Linked DNA regions of Mus musculus: all the other regions are linked to region 3. A link is a contact called in public ChIA-PET and HiChIP or PLAC-seq data. All regions are on one chromosome and are shown on one strand. Each heading gives the region's core, a stretch centred on a gene start, on an enhancer-like site or on the middle of the called end of the contact. The rest is flanking DNA. Distances are from core to core; before and after follow the strand shown.

The links. ChIA-PET counts read pairs in DNA pulled down with a chosen protein or histone mark. HiChIP or PLAC-seq counts read pairs in DNA pulled down with a chosen protein or histone mark.
Region 1: a contact with region 3 is called in an RNA polymerase II ChIA-PET map of effector CD8 T cells, with 30 read pairs. The contact joins the promoter of Arid5a here to the promoter of Zap70 in region 3. A contact is called at or near these places in 1 of 484 Hi-C or Micro-C datasets (CD4 T cells) and 2 of 115 datasets of contacts at active chromatin or transcription factors (effector CD8 T cells and memory CD8 T cells).
Region 2: an H3K27ac HiChIP or PLAC-seq map of thymic regulatory T cells shows a contact between it and region 3, with 2.5 times the contacts expected there. The contact joins the promoter of Cnnm4 here to the promoter of Zap70 in region 3. A contact is called at or near these places in 1 of 39 promoter capture datasets (cranial neural crest), 2 of 115 datasets of contacts at active chromatin or transcription factors (memory CD8 T cells and thymic regulatory T cells) and 1 of 9 other capture datasets (pancreatic islet).
Region 4: a contact with region 3 is called in an RNA polymerase II ChIA-PET map of effector CD8 T cells, with 18 read pairs. The contact joins the promoter of Lman2l here to the promoter of Zap70 in region 3. A contact is called at or near these places in 2 of 115 datasets of contacts at active chromatin or transcription factors (effector CD8 T cells and thymic regulatory T cells) and 1 of 9 other capture datasets (pancreatic islet).

Annotation. Positions count from the first base shown.
Region 1 is chr1:36,306,424-36,309,432 of GRCm38.p6, reverse strand. It overlaps Arid5a (AT rich interactive domain 5A (MRF1-like)), which reads right to left and starts at 1,700. Exons shown (of 7, transcript NM_001172205.1): 1 at 1,597-1,700. The coding sequence starts at 1,600.
Region 2 is chr1:36,470,246-36,473,197 of GRCm38.p6, reverse strand. Cnnm4 (cyclin M4) reads right to left here and starts at 1,601. Exons shown (of 7, transcript NM_033570.2): 1 at 113-1,601. The coding sequence starts at 1,505. It overlaps Gm33454 (predicted gene, 33454), which reads left to right and starts at 1,429. Exons shown (of 3, transcript NR_168706.1): 1 at 1,429-1,736.
Region 3 is chr1:36,760,375-36,763,334 of GRCm38.p6, reverse strand. It overlaps Zap70 (zeta-chain (TCR) associated protein kinase), which reads right to left and starts at 1,537. Exons shown (of 13, transcript NM_009539.3): 1 at 1,393-1,537.
Region 4 is chr1:36,443,878-36,446,730 of GRCm38.p6, reverse strand. Lman2l (lectin, mannose-binding 2-like) reads left to right here and starts at 1,460. Exons shown (of 8, transcript NM_001013374.2): 1 at 1,460-1,681. The coding sequence starts at 1,498.

The sequences.
Region 1 (3,009 bases), core at 451-2,950, 450 kb after region 3:
CTGCATAAAGGCAGAGAGGGGTGTAGGGGCACCAGGTATGAGATTCCAGACTCCAACTGCCCTGAGAGAGCCCAAGAGATCCTACTCCTGGGAGGACTGAGTCTTCACCGCCCCACCCTTCATCCATACGTTTGATGAAAATTGCTCTCTCTATGTATCATTTCCGGTTTTCCCACCCCACCTATGCTGAAACAAGCTGCAGAGGTTGACTCAACAGAAGGCCAAAACCCCTACACAGGGAACTTCCGGACCTCACTTTTCCTTTCTCCTCCTCTCCTCACCCTAGCACGGTGCCTGCTACACTCGTCCAAGAGGCAATCTAGATCATTACAGATCAGCTTCCCACCGAGGGCAGCGGAAGGCCACTAGGAAAGAAGAGAAAGAGCAAGGAGTTTTTGAAGCCTGGTCCTCCCTCACTGTCAGACCTTAGTCTGTCTCTATGCCTCAGTTTCTCTGTAATAGAAGACGGGGTGGGGTATATAATTCTAGGCCATTCTGCCTCTGTCACTTCAAGTTCTAGGCCAAGCAGTCATTTAGGACACTAACTGCTGTAGAGACAGACCCTCTAGCTTAACATTCCTCACCCTCCCCTGCCCAGGCATCCATCCTCTTTAGACACTGAGATCCTTAGATTTGCATCAATTCCCAGCAGTGCCCGCGGGGCGGGGCAAGGAGCACCTGTTACACTCATCTGAAATGAAAGACTCTGCAAACTAGGGGATACAGCCTGAGCAGCACAATTTGGGATTAATTTGAGGCCTTCCCGGCCTACGGTTGGCCCCACTGTGCCTGTGGGTTAGGTGTGGGATGTGACCCCGGCCAGGGAGCAACGCCTGGGTAGTGAGTGCAAAGGGCCACAGATCGGTGGTGTGGTTGTGCCCCTAGTTCGCAATAAGAGCAAAGCCAAACTTGTTCGTCGCACTCTGGCAGCCTGAGCTTCTGCCCTCGGTCCACTAAACACCCCCAGTCCAGGGCCATCACCCTGTCCCTTTGAAGAGACCCGAGGGAAAAGAGGGAAACTCAGAAGATCAGGCGGGTAAAAAGAAACCGTCTTTCCTGCTGGGGGTTGGAAAGAAAAAGAAACAAAAAGAAAAAGGAAAGAGAAGAGAGAAGGAGCAGGGGATCTGAAGCGTGTGACCGTCAAACCATCAGCATGTCCCTTGGCAGAAAAGAGGAACCGTTGATTCTTCAAAGCGCATTGAGCAATTTCTTCAAAACCCGCGCAGTCACTTTCAGGAATCGCGGCCGCAGTGGGAAGCGCTGCGCGCGGCCCGGGCGCCTCGGTTTCTGAGAAGCGAAGCGCTGGGCTGGCACGGGGCAGGGAGGGGCCCGCGGCCGAGAAGCTGCTGCTGACAGCTGTCACAACAAATGGGCCCAGAGCAGCTCGAGATTGAAACCGCAGCAGGAAGTGTGGGCGGCTCAGTGAATTTCAGTCCAGACTCGGAGAGGAGAGTTTCGAGATAAACGCCTGGGAAGCCCCTGGCCGCCCCGACTTTCCACGAGAAGAGAGCACGCAGACATTCGGGTTACCCTGAGAGCCACGATCGCTCTGGGACCCCAGCCCTCTGACCCCGGCGCCGCCCGCCAGCCGCTTACCCATGGCCCAGCGAGAGCGCGCGTCGCTATGCAGAGACCCTCTACACGCACAGCCGTCCTGTCCCAGCGCTCTCGGCGCGACTGACTACCGGCGCCGCTCGACTGCCTCCTCCCCCGCGGACCCGCCCATGGACCCGCCCCCCCCCAGCGCTCTGGGCGCCCATTGGTGAATCCTATTTTCTAGAGCGGAGCAGACTCCGCCCCCTTAGACCCGAGGACGTCTGGGAGTTGTAGTGTGCGCCCACTTTGCAGCTAGGGGCTGATGTAAGAAACTCAAGAATCAACTGCTGTCGCATGTCTGTTGGTTTCCCTAGAGGCAAAACTAGAGTCTTAGAAAAACTGCCCGCTCTTTGTAGCTTGCCAAAGACTGGGTGGGGTTAAATAAAGTGCTTCTGGCTTTTACCTGAAGTGGTCCTGGCCGGTTCCATCCTTTCCAACTTTACACAGTAAGTACTGTTAGCCTACCAGAGGCCAATCTAGAAAGTCTGTGGTCCAGGCCTAATGCCCAAAATGCCCATGTCTACATATGTCATGTAGACTGAGTGAAAGCCACAAGATGGACCGTGCAAAGAGGAAGTGAACGAGTTGAGGGTGAATGTGGACAAGATTAGTAGAGAGAACAGTCATTTGGACCCGTGTGGGTTATAGAAGATGACGCTAAAACTTGAGATTTAAAAGCAGAAAGCCTTATTAGCTTGAACTCGAACTCTGTTCCTATTATGTAGTTAGTATCCCCGGAATCAAATTCTGTTGATTAACTATAATACTCATACAGCTCGGTGCATTTCATACCATCATTATCTTCATTATATAGAGCAAAACAGGCCTGGGTGATTAATTAGCTCATATTACTGGTCGGTGGTAGGGCTAGAGAATTGGGGCACAGAGGAAGGCTTCATAGTTAGCCCCCAACATTTTAGTGTTCCCCTTCACACTGAACAAATGGACAGTCTGCATTTGATGACTTTGACCCTCTGGGCTTTATCCATAAGCTCTGGAATGGCAGATCTGCAAGCTCAGCCTGGAGCAGACACCAGTGAGCTTGGTGGATAATTGTAATAAACCAGTGCTTGCCGATCTGGTAACAGGCAATATTGTGGTTGATATTTATTAACTGCTCAGAATAACGAGCAGAACAATGATTGTAACAGTGCCTCCCACATCCAAGATTACAAACCCCAGTCCACCCCAAGAGATCCAAGACTCTAGCAGAGATGCAATCTACCAAGAGATACCACCTGGAAACTTCACAGGCTTCTAGTCACTGTGTTCATTTGGTAAGGGTCGATTGGTTGGGTTAGCTACAGTGCCAGGTTAGGTATGGAGATCTGCACGCTGCCTTCAGTGTTGCAGTATAGACCATCCACTACCTCCTGGATTGGATACATCTATCAATGAGGCACTCACTACCTT
Region 2 (2,952 bases), core at 352-2,851, 290 kb after region 3:
AAATCGCACAAACAGAAGAGTAAAACCTGCAGACAGAGAGCATGCAGGGGATGCTTCAGGGGAACGAGAGGTATCAAAAGGACATTTAACCAGGAGCTACACCAGTCCTTACCCTTCTTAAATTCCTCTAGCATGGCATCCAGCTTGGTGTCATGAAAAACAAAATGTACCGGGTGGTTGTAGAAGCGAGTGATGGTCTTGAGCGGGGTGCAGTCATCCGGGTCAACAAAAGCCAAGTCTTTGACATACAGGATATCTACAATATTGGATTGCTCATCTTCAAACACAGGAATGCGAGTGTAGCCACTCTCCATAATCTCCGACATGGTGTTGAAGTCCAGAATGGCATCACTGCGGATCATGAAGCAGTCGTGTAGCTGGGTCATGATATCCTCCACAGTTTTGGTCCTTAGTTCCAGGGCACCCTGGATCATATTTAACTCCTCCTTCACCAAGTCATTATAGGGCTCTGTCACCTTCAACATCTCCATCAGCTTCTCCCGATTGTAAACAGTGCGAATCTCCTGACCTAAGACGAAGTCCAGGAGTTTGCTAATGGGGAAACTCAAGGGAAAAGTGAGGAGCATAAAGACTTTGGTGAGAACAATAGTGTTGGCACCCACAGCCAGCCCGTGCCGGGAGCACAGGGCTTGAGGTAAGATCTCCCCAAAGATGACAATGCCAATGGTAGAGGAGGCCACTGCCATGATGCCAGACCCGATGAGGTTGTCTAGAAGGATGGTGAGGGAGGTGTTGACTAGCACGTTCCCCAGGAGCAGCGAGCAGAGCAGGTAGTTGCCCTTGCGCCTGATGGGCTCTATCTTGCGAGCATACTTTCTCTCCTTCTCAGTTCCACAGTTCTGCACGATGCGCAGCTCCATCGGGTCCAGGGCCATAAGCCCCAGGTTGAGGCCAGAAAAGATGCCCGACAGCACCAACAGCACCATAACGAGAAGGATGTGCAGCCAGAGCGGCAGAAACCTCCCATGCTCCTCCACCATGAAGAGCAGGGAGTCCTTGTCCGTCCATCTGGTCCAGGGCCCGTCGGCCCGGGGCCGGGTGCACAGCGCGTACAGCTTCATGTTCTCGCTCCTCCGCAGGAACTTGGTAATCACCACTAGCATCCCCGACGTGTTCCCGCGGCTCACGTTGACCAGCCGCTGGACCACTAAGTCCTTGGTGAGCTCCAGGCAGTTGGTGGAGTTGTGGACCGCCTCGGCGTCGTCCACCTCGGTGAAGGAGATCAGGTTGCTGGAGATATCGCCCAGGCTGTGGCCATAGAGCCTCAAGTTCACCGTGCTGCCCTCGGACACGAAGATGATGCCATCCGGGTTCATCCCGCACGACTTGTTGCAGCTCGCTAGCCTCATGCCTAGGATCACGCTCTGCTGGGGGCTGCTCTGGCCGCTGGCCGCCCGCGTCCATAGCAGCAGCAGCGCAGCCAGGAGGAGGCGCCCTCGGGCCGGCCAGCCGTCCCGCCGCCCGCCCCCGCCCCCCGGCGCCATGTTGCTCCGGCCCCGCCGCTGCCCGCGCCCCGCCGCGCGCCTCACTCGGCGCCTCCGCTCCTGCCCTCCTGCCGCTCCGCTGCCGCCGCGCCAACTGCCCCAGCCGAGGACCTGACGTCAGACCGCGCCCCGCCCGCCCCGCCCCGCCGCCCCACGCCCCTTATTTGCATGCGATGTCCCGCCCCTACCCACGGCTCGCGCGCCCGGCTTAAGGAGGTCTGCGCCCTTAAGGTAGAACGGCGCGGGGCGAGCGCGGGAGCCCGCAGCGGGGGTGCGCCCAGCCAAGCTTCCGCGCGGCACCGGGCTTCTCCCGCGCTCCTCCTTAGGGAGCCCGGCTCCCAAGCCCCACGCGCTCGGTTGCTTCCGGGTCCCCTGCACTCTGTCGCTCCGTTCTGGGGCGGGTGGTGCTTCTCCGCGGGCACAGCGAGAAAAATGCATTTCCTGGTTTAGAAAAAGAAAAGGGAACCTGAGGGTTCAGGCTGGCGTTACAGCCTCCTTACTTCTGGGATTTTCGTTGACCTTGACCCAATGCCAGAAATAGGTTGTCACTGCCCCCGAAGTCCCCCAGCCCACTCCTCGGTTCTGTCTAGACCCCTAAGGTGCTGAGGGACCAGGCTCTGACCTAGGTTTTTCACCTGTCATTTCTATTTAGGGATGAGTTTTCATTGAACATGTACTCTTGTTTCATACTCTAACGATACGGCAATGAACAAGCCAAAATTCTTGCACATCTTTAGTTTACAGCCTATCATCAGAAAAATGGCAGTAAACAAGACAAGCCATACGGGGGCAGGAGGGGGAGCGCAATAAGCAAGTAAACACACACAGGAACACTAAGTGTTTTACTTCTTACAGATGCAAATTTTGAACCTAGGCACAAAATCCTAGGCCTTTCAGATCTTCACCGTTAATCCTAGTCCCTGTCTGTAAATGGCGGTAAGAATGACTGGTTTTTTTTTTTTTGTTTTGTTTTTGTTTTTTGTTTTTTGTTTGTTTTTTTTTTTTTTTTTTTTTGAGACAAGGTCTTACATAGCCCGATATGGCTTTGAACTCTTCAAATCTGAGGCTGACCTTGAACTCCCGATCCTATGTCCATTACCTCCCAAGTGCAGGGTTTACAGATATGCACCACCATGCCTGGATTGATTTTATTGTTTAGTTATGGTTTTAGTTTTTAATTTGACGGCAGGAAGAGTGATAACACAGCATCACCTGGCTAAGCACGTGAGAACAACTGGCTTACACACCGAATATGACATAACAACTCTCTGTGAATAGTCTTTGCCTGTGTAGTAATAGTTGTTGCTGCCTGCTCTTTCAGGACCATACCCTTAACCCCAAATTGTGGTGACTGGCCAGCTGAGGCAGCTGCTTGTGGAAATGAACTGAGGGGTGGGGCTGCTGTTCTAGCCTTGAGATCACTGCTTCCTGGTCAGCCCCACTTGGA
Region 3 (2,960 bases), core at 288-2,787:
TCCACTGACTGGATTCTAGAAATGACGTGACCCCCCTAAGCAAGGCAGCTTCTGCTCTCTAGATATCCAGCTATAGGACAGTAAAAGATAGGTAGAAAACATTGGGGCGACCCAGGACAGTGCCCATAGAGTAGAGGAATGGTGAGGGAAGGGCCGTGGGAAGGGGTGTTTGACAGCATTCTTGACATCTACCCATTGCATGCCGGGATTGCCCAAGTTAATACCAAAAACATCTCCAGACACTAGTGCCCACTGGGGACAGGCGGCGTCAGCTGGCTTTAGGTCAGCATGACCCCGTTCCTGTGGTCCTTGGGCCTGAGCAGGGGTGGTCAGTATAGGGTGGTTCAGATGCTGCAGGCCTCGTGGAAGTTTCCAGAATCTGTGATCAGGGCCTGAGACCCTCCAGAGCTAATGATAACAATTAGCATCCTAACAACCTATTAACTATATGGCACCTATGTCCCTGAACACTGAATGAGGTGTCAGATACAGAAACTGTGAAAGCACAGAGAGGTGGGGTGACTTGCCCAAGGTCACACAGCAATAAAGAGCAGGCAGATCTAAATGGACCCAGGCCCCTGGCCCTAAAAAGTGTAAACTTTAACACCCTCCAGGCTGCTGGCCCACCAGAGCATCTGCGGGGGTTGCAAAGGCAAAACTGAAGGTCAGGTGAACTTTGGGTTTGTCAGAGGAACCTTAGCAGGTGACACCTTCGATTTTCCAACTTAGGACTTGGTGACCCCAATCTTTCAGCAAGGCTTCAGTAAACACCTACTGTGTGTTTGATGTCCTAGCTAAGACAAGAGCAATGAATGTCACTGTGACCGTTCACAGGAACCCTGCTATTTTCTGCCAGGCCTCACTGTCTGAGATACCTCTTCCAGCCTCTTGGCCAACAAACAAGGCAAGCATTTAACAGGCAGCCAACTCTGTATCTGTTTTTTAAATGCAGATTCAGAGAGGCCAAGACAACTGTCAAGAGCACACAGCTACGGAGCAGAGATCTAGTGATAGTTCCTTTCCCCTGCTTTAACATGACCTGACTCCGAGTGGAGCCTGACTCGAGCCCCTCTCCAGAGCTACTGACATTCTGTTGTCCAAGCTCACAGGCCTATTGTACCAGCCTGCCTGTGCTGCTTTCTAAAGCCAAGGAGCCGACCCAACAGGAGTCTAGGAACCCAGAAAAAGACACCGGCACCCCTCGGGTGACCTGTTTCCCCAAGGGCGCCCCTTAGCTCCACCGATTGCAAAGTCTCAGGTCCCTACCACTTGGGCCTACCCAAGCCCAGCCTCAGGCCCCTGCGGACCCCACCCTCCTCACACAGAGATCAGAGTAAGGGAGTGACACCCAGTCACACTCCCTCCACCAAAGGCTAAAGGGTGGCCACTCACCTGGACACCCTCGAGGCTATCACAGCTCACAGGGTACGGCAGGGCCCAGCCGGAAGGCCTGGTGTCCCCAGAGCACTTTTTCTCACCAGCACCTTTCTTTGCAGCTCAGCCTATTTCCTTGATGCGAAGACAGGAAAGAGAGCCGTGTTTGAAGTTGACGTCAAAGCAACAAAATGCTGTGTGGAAGGAAAATCACAGGCCACATGCTCCTGGCGGGGCAGAGCACATTTCCGGGGTCACGCAGTACCAGCCGCAGGGTGTCGGGAACACAAGAGGAAGGTGGGGATTGTAGCAGCCAGGGATTGGGGCAAAGGCTGCTTCCCACAGTGAGCCCCCACCTGAGGGGGGCACCTGGAGTGTTGGGGGAAGGGCAAGTTCTGGAAAGGAGGGGTCCCCAATGTGTTCCTGTCCTAGATAAGGTTGCTATTACTGTGATTAACACAGTGACCAAAGCAAGTTCGGGAGGAATGGGTCTACCTGGCTTATACTTCCACAGCTAATTATCGAAGTATGTTGGAGCAGGAACTCAAACAGAGCAGGAAGCTGGAGGCAGGAACTGATGCGAAGGCCATGGAGGGCTGCTGCTTACTGGCTTGCTCAGCCTGATTTCTTCTAGAACCCACGACCACCAGCCTGGGAATGGCTCCACCCACCATCAGACGCCCACAACGCAACCTTATAGAAGCGTTTTCTCAATTGAGGTTTCCTCTCAGATAACTATAATACGTGTCAAGTTGATATAAATCTAGACAGTACAGTGCCCAATTTCTTGGAAGCATCCAGGGGCAGGCCTCTGCCGGAACCCTAGAGGCAGGCTCTAAAGCTCTAAAGCTGGGGTGAGGGAGGGGTGAGCCCACTGGGACTCCAGAGCTAGGCTGGTGTTCACCTAGAAAAAGCCACGATGGCAGGGTTATTCTACAGGAGCTCTGGGAAGAACTGGCTCTGGAGCTGGGACAAGTAGGCGGGGTCCCCCGACACTCATACACTCTAGTCCAGCCCCACAAGGGTCTACCACCTTGACCACTTCACATATCTAGATCATACTAGAAATGTGCATTGCCCCAAGGTCTCTGGGAGCCACACCAGTTACTTGAAAGCATCAGGGGCCGGGGATGGGGGTTGGGGGTGGGGGAAATGGGCGGCATTCTCCTCCTCCGAGGTGGGAATCTCCAGTGCTCAGAGAAGGGACATCTTGGTCTCAGCAAGCCACAAGCCCCTTCCTGTCCCACTTCGTGTCCAGAAGCTTGCGACTGGAAACAGTGTCATAGCTGCAGCCCGCAGTATGTCTGCTTCACTGAGGAGAGGATGCAGATCGCCACAGATAGGAGCATTGTCCCATGAGGTGGCAAGAGGGAGGCACGTCCTTTGAACTTCAGAGGGAAGGGCTACCGGATGCTAGGGAACTCAGCGCGTCTGGTGGGAGGGGGGGTGTCCAGTAAACTGTGAACTCAGAGCCTAGGAAAAAAATTGAACCTGTGCCCCAACACCTCCAGGTGTGCCTCTGAGGAGAAGCAACCTGGCCTCCTCTAGGAAACCTCCCTCTGCCTCACACTGGCCAGAGAGGCCCG
Region 4 (2,853 bases), core at 211-2,710, 320 kb after region 3:
TCTGATAAGTCCATTGTAGCTATCTATGGACCAGAGTCAGAGCTCAGCAATGCACACACGGTCGGGTCTGAGTGGGGTCGAGGGAGGCCTCCAGGAGGAAGTAGGTAAGAGGAAGCTAGTTTTCTGAAAGAAGTGAGCAATCAGGCAGGAAGCTGGAACTTGGTGAAATATGAACTCTGGGGTGTAGTACAACCAATTTAAGTTTATCCCTGACCAGCTTACAAGTAAGTGAGACTCAGACTATGGTTATTTTATTTGGCTTTGACAGTTTCTAGGGGTAACCCCTAATCTACTCTTCTAACTGCTGGCCTGGCTACCTCCCCAGTGGTACAGCCTAAGTACTTGGCTGCTTCTTCTGGCCATGGACTCATAGTCCATCTCGTCTCCTGGAGGCTTCCTCCCCTTCTTTCGTTCTTCCTCTTCTCCCCTGGTTTCTCTTCCTTCTGCTCTCTTCTCCACCCTCAACTAAGTAACTTAAAACCCACCTACCTCTAATCCCTCCCTCCAGTAATTGGCTGTAGTCAATTCTATTTAACCAATCATTTTAAATCAAGGAACAAGGTTTGCACAATAAAAGCATGTAACCCTGAAAATTCACACAGAATTTAGCATACACTTAATTTCTATAAATATCATCATGTGATGTTGGTTGATTGTGCTCGTCAACCCAGCATGTAACCCAGGCTGCCCTTTACACATTTTACAGTTTGCCAGATGTTTGTTTCTTTGGTTTGGTTTGCCTGTTTGAGACAGTTTGCCAGATGTTTGTTTCTTTGGTTTGGTTTGCCTGTTTGAGACAAGGTTTCTCTGTGTAGCCTTGGCTATTCTAGAACTTGCTCTGTAGACCAGGCTTGCCTCAAACTCAGAGATCCAAATACCGTTGCCTCCAAGCATTGGGATACAATCCGTGCACCACCACCACCCTGGAACCAGTCGTTTCATTCTAATGAATTACTTAGGTCACTCCCTAACTCACTGTGTTGACTTTGAACTCCTCACCTTCCTGCCTCAGTCTCCAGAGTGCTGGGATGACCTAATGCCTTCCCACATCGTAAGTCAAGTTCTTTACCAACACAGCTAGTCTTCAGTTCCTTCCACTCATTTTAGTCACGGATTTGTCTATTTTTCTTTTTACTTCTATGCCCTCTTGGCTGTTAGCTTGGCGGCCAGGTAGGTACAAATGGCAGTGACAATCGGGAAAAAAAAATGTTTTATCGCTTTAAATTTACTATAGAATGCAGAAACAAACTAAGAATCTCTATTACTAGCAGGCCTGGTGAAGCCTGGGACAAAAGCAGAGAAGGGAGTCTGGACATTCGGCAACGCCCCTTGCCTGGGTTGGCAAGGCAACTGCTACTAGTCAGCCAATCGGTGGGATACTCACCTGCGGGGGAGGGAACTCTCCAGGAGCCAATGGGAGATCGGGCCGATGGTTCCGCAGGCCAATGGGTTGGGCCACGGGGCGGGCTTTTTGATGAAGGGCCGGCGGTGGGAAAGATGGCGGCGGCTTCGAGACCCTCCTGGTGGCAGCGGTGGCGGCGGCGCGCGTGGGCTCGGGACGGGGCCAAGCTTTTGCTCTTTCTCCTTCTGTTGGGGTCTGGGCCGGGGCCGCGGCATGTCAGGGCGGGTCAAGCGGTGGAGTACTTGAAACGGGAGCACTCGCTGTCGAAGCCCTACCAGGGTGAGGCGCCCGGGGCGAGGTGGTCGTGCAGGGAGGGCTTGGGGACCGAGTCGGGACTGAGCTCGAGGACGCAGTCCCCGGCGGGAGGGGGCGCCCCGAGGATCTCCGCTCCTTTGAAGAGCCACAGGTCCGAAGGACAAGGGTCCGCCCCCCACCCCCGCCCCTTTCCGAGCGCTAGAAGTTTCTAGTAGGTCTAGGTAGGGCTCTCAGCTGTCACTAGTGTCAGGCTCGAAGGAAGAGGTGTTTGGAGTTGGACAGAAATATGAGGAGAGAGAACTGAGATAAATGAGGGATGGTTGAGGACCATTAGCGATGAGCCGGTGTCGGGATAGAGTGGTGGCTGCTCTGGATAGAAAGCAAGAACCCGGGTAGAACTCGGTCGGACTGAGGAAGGAGAGGGGGAAAAAAGTCTGTTTGCTGGTTAGAACACCTGCTCCTTCCTTCCCAGGCCGCGAGCCCTGATGATGAAAGAGGCTGGTTAGCATTGCTCTCTTCAGGGATTTCTAGATCTCTAAGCACAGCTCAGTGTCAGAAAATTGACACAGGTGTCTACAAAGAAGAGAAATTAATGCTGTTAGAGCTTAATACAAGTTTGTTTTTCTCGCAGAGCTGTGGATAGGGGGTGCAGGAAACACAAATTTAAACTGCAGAAAGCAGTTTGAATTTTTGTTACTAAGATGTCATTTCTGTTACTAAGATGTCATTATTTTACTGGTTGGTTGTAGTACCTCCTTAGTGTTGGTCCCTGCTGATACTATGGGTTAGTCTGGTTTTTCACCCTGGGGGTACTTATACTTAGTCTAAGGGATTTGGGGATAATCAGCTACACTTGAAAGATTGATTTTATTTTATTTTTTAAATTTTATTTATTTATTTATTTATTTATTTATTTTGTTTTTCGAGACAGGGTTTCTCTGTGTAGCCTTGGCTGTCCTGGAACTCACTCTGTAGACCAGGCTGGCCTCGAACTCAGAAATCCGCTTGCCTCTGCCTCCCAAATGCTGGGATTAAAGGTGTGTGCCATCACTGCCCGGCCTGAAAGATTGATTTTAAAAGAATATGTTTAAGCTCATAGGCTTTTGAGAATATATCTCTTTTAATATAAATGACAAAATTTTTGTCCTTTCATAGTGCTAAAGTTCACCCACACATACAGATCTCAACTACTGTTA